2 separate regions of the Mus musculus genome follow, and region 2 is linked to region 1. A link is a contact called in public Hi-C data. All regions are on one chromosome and are shown on one strand. The core of a region is the stretch at or near the end of the contact, and the rest is flanking DNA. Distances in the headings are between cores, read along the strand shown. Region 1 overlaps Ago2 (argonaute RISC catalytic subunit 2). Region 2 holds the start of Dennd3 (DENN/MADD domain containing 3).

Region 1 (5,024 bases), core at 1,511-4,010:
ATCACCCGTGTAAGTCCATCTACTCCGTGAATTGTTCTGGGTCATCAGAACCCGTCTGGTCTCTGGGGTGAATCATAGCATGCCCATGCTCTGCAAGAATTCAGCTTCAGTATTGTTTCTCCAGGAGGTAAATATGGCACTGCCGAGCACTGGTGGTCAGAGGGAGGCTGAGCCTGGCTGGCTTAGATGAAGCACTGTGCTCTGACCCGCGCCTGGCATTGCTTGTGTTGAGTGGATTTCCTTCTTGCTGGTATAGGAAGCCCAGCAGAGGTGAGCTGACCCTGCACTGCCTTCCACAGCTGTGACTGCTGTCCTGTCCTCAGGACCTTTCTCCCTCCAGCTTTTCCTGCACGGGTCTGCTAGGTTTCCTGTTGTCCTCCTTCTCTAGGAGGCAGAGCCTTTCTCCTCCTTGCTGAGTTTGCCATAGGCCCTTTCCACGTCCTGGTTCATAGTCGCCGGAGCTGTGTTGGAGATTAGATGTAGCTTTGATCCAGCATGTGAGGTCAGCAGCAGCTCCCGCCAAGGCTTCAAAGGGAGAGAGAGCCGCCCACTGATCCATAGTGGCAGTGGTAGCACCAGTGACAGATACAGACCTGCCCTGGAGAGATATGTGCACCAGGCTGTGAGCATAGGATGCTGGTGAGAGAGGGTGGGCTGCAGCTTCCTGCTGGCCCCCTCAGCACGCAATCCCTGCCGTCCTCTTCATTGGGTCCTCGCCGGCTTCAGTTCTGTTAGCTGGGTAATCCCATTCTGTTCCATCTGGATTCCCTCATTGGCTGGCAAGTATTTGTAAGTATTAAGAACTACTTACACGTTGGGCACGGCAATTACAGGTCCAGCCTTTAGTTACAGCGTGGGAGGCAGAAAGAAGCAGGTAAATTCCTGTGAGTTCCGGACCAGTATGATCTACATGGCAAGTTCTAGGCCAGCCATCGCTACACAGTGAGACCTTGTCTCAAAACAAAATGAACAAAAACTACTTACAGATGTAGCATGGTGATGCATGTCTATTCACAACAACTCTGAGACTGAGACAGGAGAATGGCTATGAAGGGCAGCCTGAGCTACATGGTAGATTCTGCCTGAAATAGCAACAACAGACAGACAGACAGACAAAGTCCTTTCAAGCAATATGTAAATAGACATAAACACTAAGAAGAAGGAAGTCTAGCCAGCTCGGGGGCAGCCAGCATGTGGCTCTTTCCTCCCTACCTGCTGTGGTTGGGGTGGGTTGATTTATAAATGTCTAGTTACATGTTGTGTGTCTATTTTCATGTATGTATGTGCCAAGAGGCAGACTCCTTTCTGGAACCATAGTGGAACCATAGTGCTATGACCTGTGGCAGGTCATCAACTGTGCATTGGGGACTCGGGTGTCCCATATCGTTGAAAGTGTCCTTTCACTTGGGTTTGTTTAAGTCCGCATTGTACACACAAGAAACCTCCCCAGCTCTCCAGCAATCGAAGCTGGGAACTGAACTCAGGTCCTGGAAGTGCAGCTAATGTTCTAACTGCTGAGCCATCCCTCAGACACTGATTCCAGTTCTTAGAGATAACCTTCCAGCTGGGAGAGAGCTGCCCCATGCAGATACCACGTTGCCTAAAAGTTTCCCATTTCCCAGTGTACCTTGACCACAGCTTAAAGCCATCCCATTCTTCACTGTGCCTGTGTTTCTCGGGCATCTGGGCATTGGCCTGCCAAGTGACTCGGCTTTAGTTCTCTCTCTGTCTAGGTGGCTCCGCCTGTCTATGCAGTCGGTGCTCTGCTTCCCCCGCCCCCAAGCAGGTTTCTTTCACGTGTCCCTAAGGGCTGTCATTCGAGGGACATCACCCGAATTTGGAAGGAGTGATGATGTCCAGGGCTATAGCCCTCAAGCCCGAAGCTCCAGCATAGGTACAGCATGGGTGTGCCTCTCAAGCGCATCAATGAGAGGCCAGGAAATGGTTTGCCCGTGTGCTCCCCTTTACTGAGAGAGGCCCGAGCAAGCAGAGCCTTGGGAGCAGATGGAGTGGGATGAGAGTGGAATGCAGGAGCTACCCAGTGGGTCTGTGGTGTGTAGAGTCAAGGAGAGAAGTGATGAACACACAGAATCTAAACGTGTTAGGACACATTGCACACTCTGCAGTGGCTAAGGTGGTACATTTCTATGACTAACAGGAAAGAGGCCACCCTGACCAACCTGCCTTCAAACGGCCCATCTCTTCCACAGTGTGGACGCTTTTCACTGTGAGATGTGTTTGTAGCCAGCTGGTTCCTTGGTGACTTTGGGCTTCTGCCTTATGCTAAATGCAGCCACCTGAGCACCAGGGTCCCAGCCTCCACTCTCAGCTGGCCCCAGCTGGAGAGCTCGCCTGCTATTGTCATAGGCTAGTATTCGATAGAGATTGTCAGAGTCACGGGGAGAGCTCACAAGGCCCACCACGTAGGCTAGTATTCGATAGAGATTGTCAGAGTCACGGGGAGAGCTCACAAGGCCCACCACGAGTTGAAGAACCACAGGCAACTCATGACTGCCTCATGTCAGTTGTCAGGGATAAGCCCTCATAGGGTACCCAAGCCCAGGCAGTCAACCCCAAACACTTGTATATAAGTAAGCAGCAACAAATGGGCTTAGCAGGCTGTGTGTGTGTGTGTGGCTGAATTTTAGGAGTTGGGACACATGAATTGGAGTGGAAAGAGGATGTGGTAACATGATGTAAATATAGTACTCGTATGAAATTGTGAAGATGTGCCTCTGATAGAGCCAACTGGGGGAACTCCATAACAGTCCTTTAAAGGACAGCAACCAGGCCCTACTTCCTGTGCAGCCCAGAATGGAAGCCACCTGCATCTAGGACTGCTGTTCTTCAGTGTTCTGAAGAATGAGGGAACAGCTTTAATTTATTTTAAATTGCAAGCCTGTCTATCCTTAGGAAGAAATCGATTAAAGGAGCCAAACAGCCCCGTGGATTGTATCTGCTTGATTTCAACAATTTACTCCTTAATTAATTATTCTGACTAGGAAAAAAAATTTTCCCTCTATGGGATGCCAGTATTTAGAAGTGACATTTCAAATAGCTGGTGAGAAAATTGGGGACGTTTTCTGGTTTCTGTCACTTGTTAAATTTGCTTTTAAGCTGCTCCTCTGGGGGCTGTATTAGGTCCAAGCTGGGATCTTAAAGTGAAGTTTTCCATCTGCAGCATCCACTGAGTGACAGGTGTGGCGGTGCTCTGGCGCTAAGGGAAGCCTCACTCCTGGACAAAGCCAAGGCTAGAGTGATTTTTCAGTGTTTTACATGTGGCAGGAAGAACATTCTGAATGCTGCCTGGAGGGAATATTGTGGATATGTGTCTCACTGTTCTGGGTATGAATATCTCAACGTGACGATTGAGAAGGTATTTCTGTCTCTTATAATTTAAGACAAATGTGAGCATTTTCTTGCAGTTGAAATCCTCCTAAAAGCTGGGCAGTGGTGGCGCACACCTTTAGTCCCAGCACTTGGGAGGCAGAGGCAGGCGGATTTCTGAGTTCGAGGCCAGCTTATTCTACAGAGTGAGTTCCAGAACAGCCAGGGCTACACAGAGAAACCCTGTCTCGAAAAACACAACAACAACAACAACAAAAATTCAAGCTGGGCAGAAATCCTCCTAAAACAAGATACTGTACTTGTGTTTCGCTGACAGTTACATAGCAGCCAACCTGGCTCACCTAGGATCTTGGATGGTCCTGCTGGACTCTGGAGTGTTGTAGAAGCTCTTTGTCCCGAGCAGAAGTAGCATGTTCTCTATGCAATTTCAGCATTGATTTCCCTCTAAGCAAGGACTCGCCTGTGTCTGTAGAAGCGGTGGCCTCAGAGGGATGCACAGCACAGGGCAAGGCAGGTGAAGCCACCATAACAGGAGTCCCACTCGTGTTTCCTTCCTGTCAGAACTGGGGGTTGAACCCAGAGCCTGTGCATGTTAGGTGAGCACTCTACTGACTGAGCTACAGACCCAGCCTTGCTGATTTCTCCTGCACAAAAGGTACAGGCTCGTCTTCTGCTCTAGGCAGCTGCTCACAGATTGAACTGCAGTGCCTTCAGCCTGGAGGGAAGGAGGTTTGTGTGTGTCCGTCCTGTGGCTCTCCACAGCTGGCCTTCTGCCTGCCTTCTTCCTAACCACTGAGAAGAACTTGAATACATTCAGCACATTTTTGACTCCCTTTGGTATTTTAAGTGTGGAAGGCAAAATGGAAGAGCCAGTGGTGGTGTCTACATTTTGGCCCCATGACAGGCACACGGTGGGGTCCGTGGGGCTGTTTATCATGGGGTCTTGGTGACTCAGTGACACAGATTCCAAGACCTTGCCTGTTGGGAAAGCAGGTGGTGGGAGTTGGAGCTGGCCAGTGTAGATGTCACTCAGGCTTTGGCTGGGCACTTAAGTGGGAGCACAGAGCAGGCCACTGAGAAATTCAAGTTACCTGGGCCCCAAGTGGTCCAAATATATGGAGCATTCGAGACCATGTGGCTGGAGAAGGTCCTGGCTGTATTGGGGCAGCGCTGCCTGTTGGGACACAGCCCTACAGATTCTGGGTTCTAAGGATGGAGGTAGGAGAAGAAGCTGAAGGACAATGCCTGGCAATGGGTCCTGGCTGTGCCAGATGCTATGGCTGTGATCTTAGGGTTTTATTGCTATCAAGAGATACTATGACCATGGCAACTCTTCTAAAGGACAACATTTAATTGAGGCTGACTTACAGTTTCAGAGGTTCAATCCATTATCATCATGGTGGGAAGCATGGCAGCATGAGGGCAGACTTGGTGCTGGAGGAGCCAAGAGTTCTACATCTTGATTTGAAGAATGCAGTCAGGAGAATGGATCTGTTTCCCACTGGGCCAAGCTTGAGTATTTAAGACCTTAAAGTCCCACCTCCAAAGTGACATGCTTCCTCCAACAAGGCCAGGCCATACTGCCTCTAATAAAGTCACACCTTCTAAATAGTGCCGCTTCCCATGGGCCAAGCATATTCAAATCACCACAGCTGACTTGAGTGGATAGGGGGTTA
Region 2 (5,024 bases), core at 907-3,406, 350 kb before region 1:
TCGAGGATTGGAACTACAGGAGCAAGCCACCACACTCAGTAAAATGCCTTTTTTAAAGTAAAATTAAAAATTATTGCCACCTTTATTGGCGCACGCCTTTATTCCCAGCAACTGGGAGGCAGAAGCAGGTGGATTTCTGAGTTCGAGGCCAGCCTGGTCTACAAAGTGAGTTCCAGGACAGCCAGGGCTATACAGAAAAACCCTGTCTCCAAAAAAACAAAACAACAACAACAACAACAACAACAAATTTTAAAACCTTGGACATTCAAAAGAGAATTACTACAAAAAATAAAGTGAATAAAATCTGACTAACTCTAACAGTGATGTTGACATAAAATGAAATTATTCTAAAGTTTTAGTCCATCTCTAACTCTCCTTTCCCCCCTAATCCTGGACTGTTTTTTTTTTCTCCCCTCTCTTTGAAATTCCTAGCAGAGCACACAATGAGGCAAACTAGCCTGAAACTCCCCCCTCTCACCTGGGAGGTGCCACCGACTGCCTAATTCGGGAAAGTACCACTCTGAATCCCCCAGTTGACTAAGCCGGTTCTCAAAAATCATGCCTCACACCCAACAGGCAAGAACCATACTGCAAGACCCAGGGCACAAAGACACGGACAGATGCCCAGAGAGACCACAGTGAAACCAGGCCATTTCCGATTCTAAGAAGAAAAAAAAAAAAAAAAGGCAGTGCTGTTTGGTAAGTTAGAGGCACAAAGACAATGGAGGACACACTGGCATTTATAAGGGACATCAGAGAAGTGACAAATCATTTTCATAGGGACAAGGGCCATTTACTGGTCACATTCACTTAGGGAAGAAACTATCTAGGCTTTTTATTTTAATTTTTTTAGATTTATTTATTATCATATGTAAGTTCACTGTAGCTGTCTTTAGACACACGGAAGAGAGCAACATATCTCATTATGGATGATTGTTAGCCACCATGTGGTTGCTGGGATTTGAACTCAGGACCTTAGAAAGAGCAGTCAGTGCTCTTACCCGGGGAGCCACCTCACCAGCCCAAACTATCTAGGCTTTAACACTCATTCGGCTACTTTTACTGACGGTTAACTTTTCTTGTTTTGTCTCCACTACTCATCACATCGATATGCAACACTCAGATGATCTCTCCAGACACTTAACGGGATACTAGGGAAATCGCTGAGAAAATGGCAGTTCCCAATTATGCCGGGTTCAAAAGAAAAATTGAAGCACCAATGGATTGGGAGAAAACAACCTGGGTTCCAGAATAAAAAAACGAAAGAAAACACAGCGCAGAAATCAGGAGTATGAGATGTTCAGACGCCGCTGCTGTCTTTCCAGAGACAGGGAGCTGAATCTATCTTTGGTTCCTAGGCACAGACGGAGAGAAGGGAGGGACTGCACAGCAAGTGAAGAAAATGGCTATGCAGCAAGCTCGACTAAAAGTGGAATATTCAAAGCTGGTGGTTGACTCTAACACCTGAAACCTCACTATTCGGCACGGAGTACAGAACCCATCACTTAGGCAGTGAAGGGAACCATTTAGTCGCTACTGGGAGAGGATCTTGTCTAGTTGCCCGTGAACTCAGCAGATCCCCGCTGGGCCAGCACCTCGCCCCACATCCTGAGTGTGGAGGAACGCTTCAGTGCACAGAAGCCGGTCTGTACCACCACAAGCACCAAGTCCAAGCCGGCCGGTCCCGGAGGGAGGAAAGGCCAGCCGCCAGTTGCCCTATGAGCTGTGCTCATCCCTCACAGCTGGGACCTGACCCTGAGGCTTTGGCGCCGCAGCGGTGCGTAGCCTCTGAAGCCAGCCACACTCAAACCTGGCTGGCACCTCTCTGTCTCCCCCACCCCAACTCAGTTTCCCCTCTAACCCCTTACCTGCTCCAGGCCGCGGAGGCTGTCTTGAGAGGCGCCCAGCAGCGCGCACAACTCCAGCAGCCCCGAGGGCAGCGACAGGTGTCGCGCCGCGGGCTCCGCCATGACCTTCCCGCCACCCGCCTAGCACACTGCGCTCCGAGCCCTCGATTGTCGGGCCGGGGTGACGCGACTCAGAGGGCGCCGGCGCCCACAACCCAGACCCCAGCGGAGCACCCCTGCCCAAGCCTCCCCGCCTCTCTTGGGCTGGTTGCCAGCCAGCCGCGTCCGCGGAATGGGCGGGGCCTACGAGCAAATAGGAGGGGCGTGGCCTGTGTGTGTGTGTGGGGGGGGGGGGGGTCCGGTGTGGACGGGACCTAGGAGGCGGGGCCTGGATAGCGTGAACGAGCCTGGTCTGTGATTTGGCAGGGGCAGGACTTCTATGGAGGCGTGTCTGGCCGGACCTGCGTGGGTGTGGCCTCTTCGGGGTGGGAAGAAGGGGGTGCGGGCGGACTCTGCCGCCACACAAGCTCAGTCATTTCCTAAGCCCCTCTGCGGGTTTGGCCCCTCCTCCTGTCCCCCGGAATACGGAAGGAATGGGCGGCATCCCCAGGTGACCAGCCACGTCATCCAGCCCCGGAGGCTCTTCTCCAGAGGTCCACGCCCGCCCTCCCCCCCCCCCCAACAAGTAAGGGACAAAGGCCTGGTCTCCTGCCACCTCCAGGAAGCTCTCTTGTGCCAGGACGGGAAGTAGACCCTGTGGGTACCTGGAAGAACCGTCGGGAAGGGAGTGTGAAGATCCACTCCTGATGAGTAGCTTCACGGTTGACTGCAGGCCTCTGCAAGAACCTCGGTTAAATTTAGCATGAAATGGGCAAGGTGGAAGACCAATGAACTTTTCCAGGAATTATATATTATATATTAAAAAACAAAAACACTGAAGGAATGATCACTAGTAGCGTCAAATATTTGTCAAAACATCAGCCTAGAGTGACTAAACAAGTCTTGGGAGCAAAACCTGGGTAGGCTGGCTGGGGTAGGGGTGGGGAGCAGGACTCAGAAGCAGCCTAGCCAGCCTGTAGGCTGCCTGACCTCTGCAGCCCTCATCCCTTGTCCAGGAACCCAAAGGACGTGTTAATGTCACTGATATTAAAGTTTTATACCTGCTTATCTGACTCTTGCATTAGCTCATCTGAGATGGCCTCAGCTAGGCACAGACCTGAGCGGAGCAAGCCTCATAGGGATCCATCACAGACCGTGGGCCACTCTGTAAGCAATCAGAATCTTAATCAAAATCTACTGTGTCAACTATGTGTGTATATGGGCAGACCTAGCATCTATTGGCCTCTACTTCCTGTTTGTGGAATGTCCTGTGGAATGGAGGCCAGGACATTCAGTTGGCAGGGACCCTGTAAGGCTCAGGGTAGAGCAGATCTTATATCTGCTCTGTTCCTGACTGAGGTGGAAAGTCCACAGCCAGGCTCCAGAGTTCATCTTCTGTAAGCCTCCCTGTGCCAGAAAGTCCAGCCACATAATCTCCCAGGCTTCCTGGTTCTGTGCTTTTTAAATTAAATCCCCATAGGACTAGTGGTTTGCTTCTGTAATTGTAACAATTTGAAAGTGGGCAGAGGATCATAAAGGAATTTCAGGCCAGTACAGGCTACACAGCAGAAATAGATAAATAAAAGTCCCCATGACCCATGCTGCAGGTACTTTCCAAGTAAGTACCCACAAGAAACCTACCATGGGCCTAGGGTTTGTGGTCAAGCATGTACTTGCTTAGCATGTACCAGAGCCACAAGAGTCCTCTTCTGTTCCCAGGTACCTCAGAACATGCAGATTATGGAACTATACTGTGCACAAACAGATCTGGAAATGGCCTAGAAGTGGCATTAAGAAACTCCAATCACAGCTAGGTGGCAACGGTGCACACACCCTGTACTGGCTGGTTTTGTGTCAACTTGACACAGGCTGGAGTTATCACAGAGAAAGGAGCTTCAGTTGAGGAAATGCCTCCATGAGATCCAGCTGTAAGGCGTTTTCTCAATTAGTGATCAAGGGGGAAAGGCCCCTTGTGGGTGGGACCATCTCTGGGCTGGTAGTGTTGGGTTCTATAAGAAAGCAGGCTGAGCAAGCCAGGGGAAGCAAGCCAGTAAAGAACATCCCTCCATGGCTTCTGCATCAGCTCCTGCTTCCTGACCTGCTTGAGTTCCAGTCCTGACTTCCTTGGTGATAAGCAGCAGTATGGAAGTGTAAGCCGAATAAACCCTTTCCTCCCCAACTTGCTTCTTGGTCATGATGTTTGTGCAGGAATAGAAACTCTGACTAAGACACACCCTTAATCCAGCATTTGGGAGGCAGAGGCAGAGGCAGGTGAATCTCTGACTTTGAGGCCAGCCTGGTTCACAGATCAAGTTCCAGAATACTCAAAGCTACACAGAGAAACCCTGTCTCAGAAACAAAACAAAACAACAACCCTCCAATCACAACCAGACATGATAGCACACACTTTAACCCAGTATTTGGGAGGCAAAGGCAGGCAGATCTTTGAGTTTGAGGTCATTTTGGTCTAAATACTGAGTTCCAGGCTAGCCAATGCTGCCTAGTAAGAGCTTACCTCAAAAAAGAGAAAGAAGTTAGCCAATTATTCAAACAAAAACTTATGTGTCAAAAGATACTAGCAAGAGAGTACAAAAGACACTCAGACTGAGAGAAACACTGTAGTCTTTCTGAAGCAGCACAGGGTAGCTGTTGACCTAAGAGCCCTGCAGCCCAGGCCAGCAGAAAAGCCGGAATCCCAGCACAATTACCTGCTTAAAACCTCTCTCCTTTCCCAGCTGCAAACCTGAAACTTTCTAAGAATCTCACCAGAAACTGAGTTGACAGGAATGGAGTCCCACCGAGTGGCCGTGCAACCCTTGGTGGTCTTTGTCAGACTGTGATTCCACCTAACCCATGCACTGAGCCATCACATTACATTACTCATTGGAGGGAAGAGGAGGGGGGAAGGGGGCTCTTAGCTTTTGACGTGTAACTTGAGAGCCACCAAAATGGTCTCTATAACAAACACTAAGAGAAACTATGACTCTCTTGAGCCTGGATCTACACTAGGTATGTCTTGCTTTTCCATCTTTCTTTGAGGCCACACCCATGATCACAAGTGTGTCTTTTCTTCCTGAG

Evidence for each region. A called contact is a pair of places that touch in the nucleus more often than the background predicts.
Region 2: a contact with region 1 is called in a Hi-C map of B cells, with 5 read pairs. The contact joins the promoter of Dennd3 here to the enhancer-like site in region 1. A contact is called at or near these places in 1 of 484 Hi-C or Micro-C datasets (B cells), 2 of 115 datasets of contacts at active chromatin or transcription factors (bone marrow-derived dendritic cells and pancreatic cancer cells) and 1 of 9 other capture datasets (liver).

What each region holds. Positions count from the first base shown.
Region 1 is chr15:73,159,822-73,164,845 of GRCm38.p6, reverse strand. The region is part of intron 1 of Ago2 (argonaute RISC catalytic subunit 2); the gene reads left to right. Among named protein-coding and RNA genes, the nearest start is that of Ago2, 23 kb to the left of the region's middle. Within about 2 kb of position 2,760, at least 94 of the 459 cell types and tissues checked have an H3K27ac peak or open chromatin away from gene starts, as enhancers often do. A contact at or near this core is called in B cells, where this site is marked.
Region 2 is chr15:73,509,692-73,514,715 of GRCm38.p6, reverse strand. It overlaps Dennd3 (DENN/MADD domain containing 3), which reads right to left and starts at 2,156. Exons shown (of 23, transcript NM_001081066.1): 1 at 1,869-2,156. The coding sequence starts at 1,970.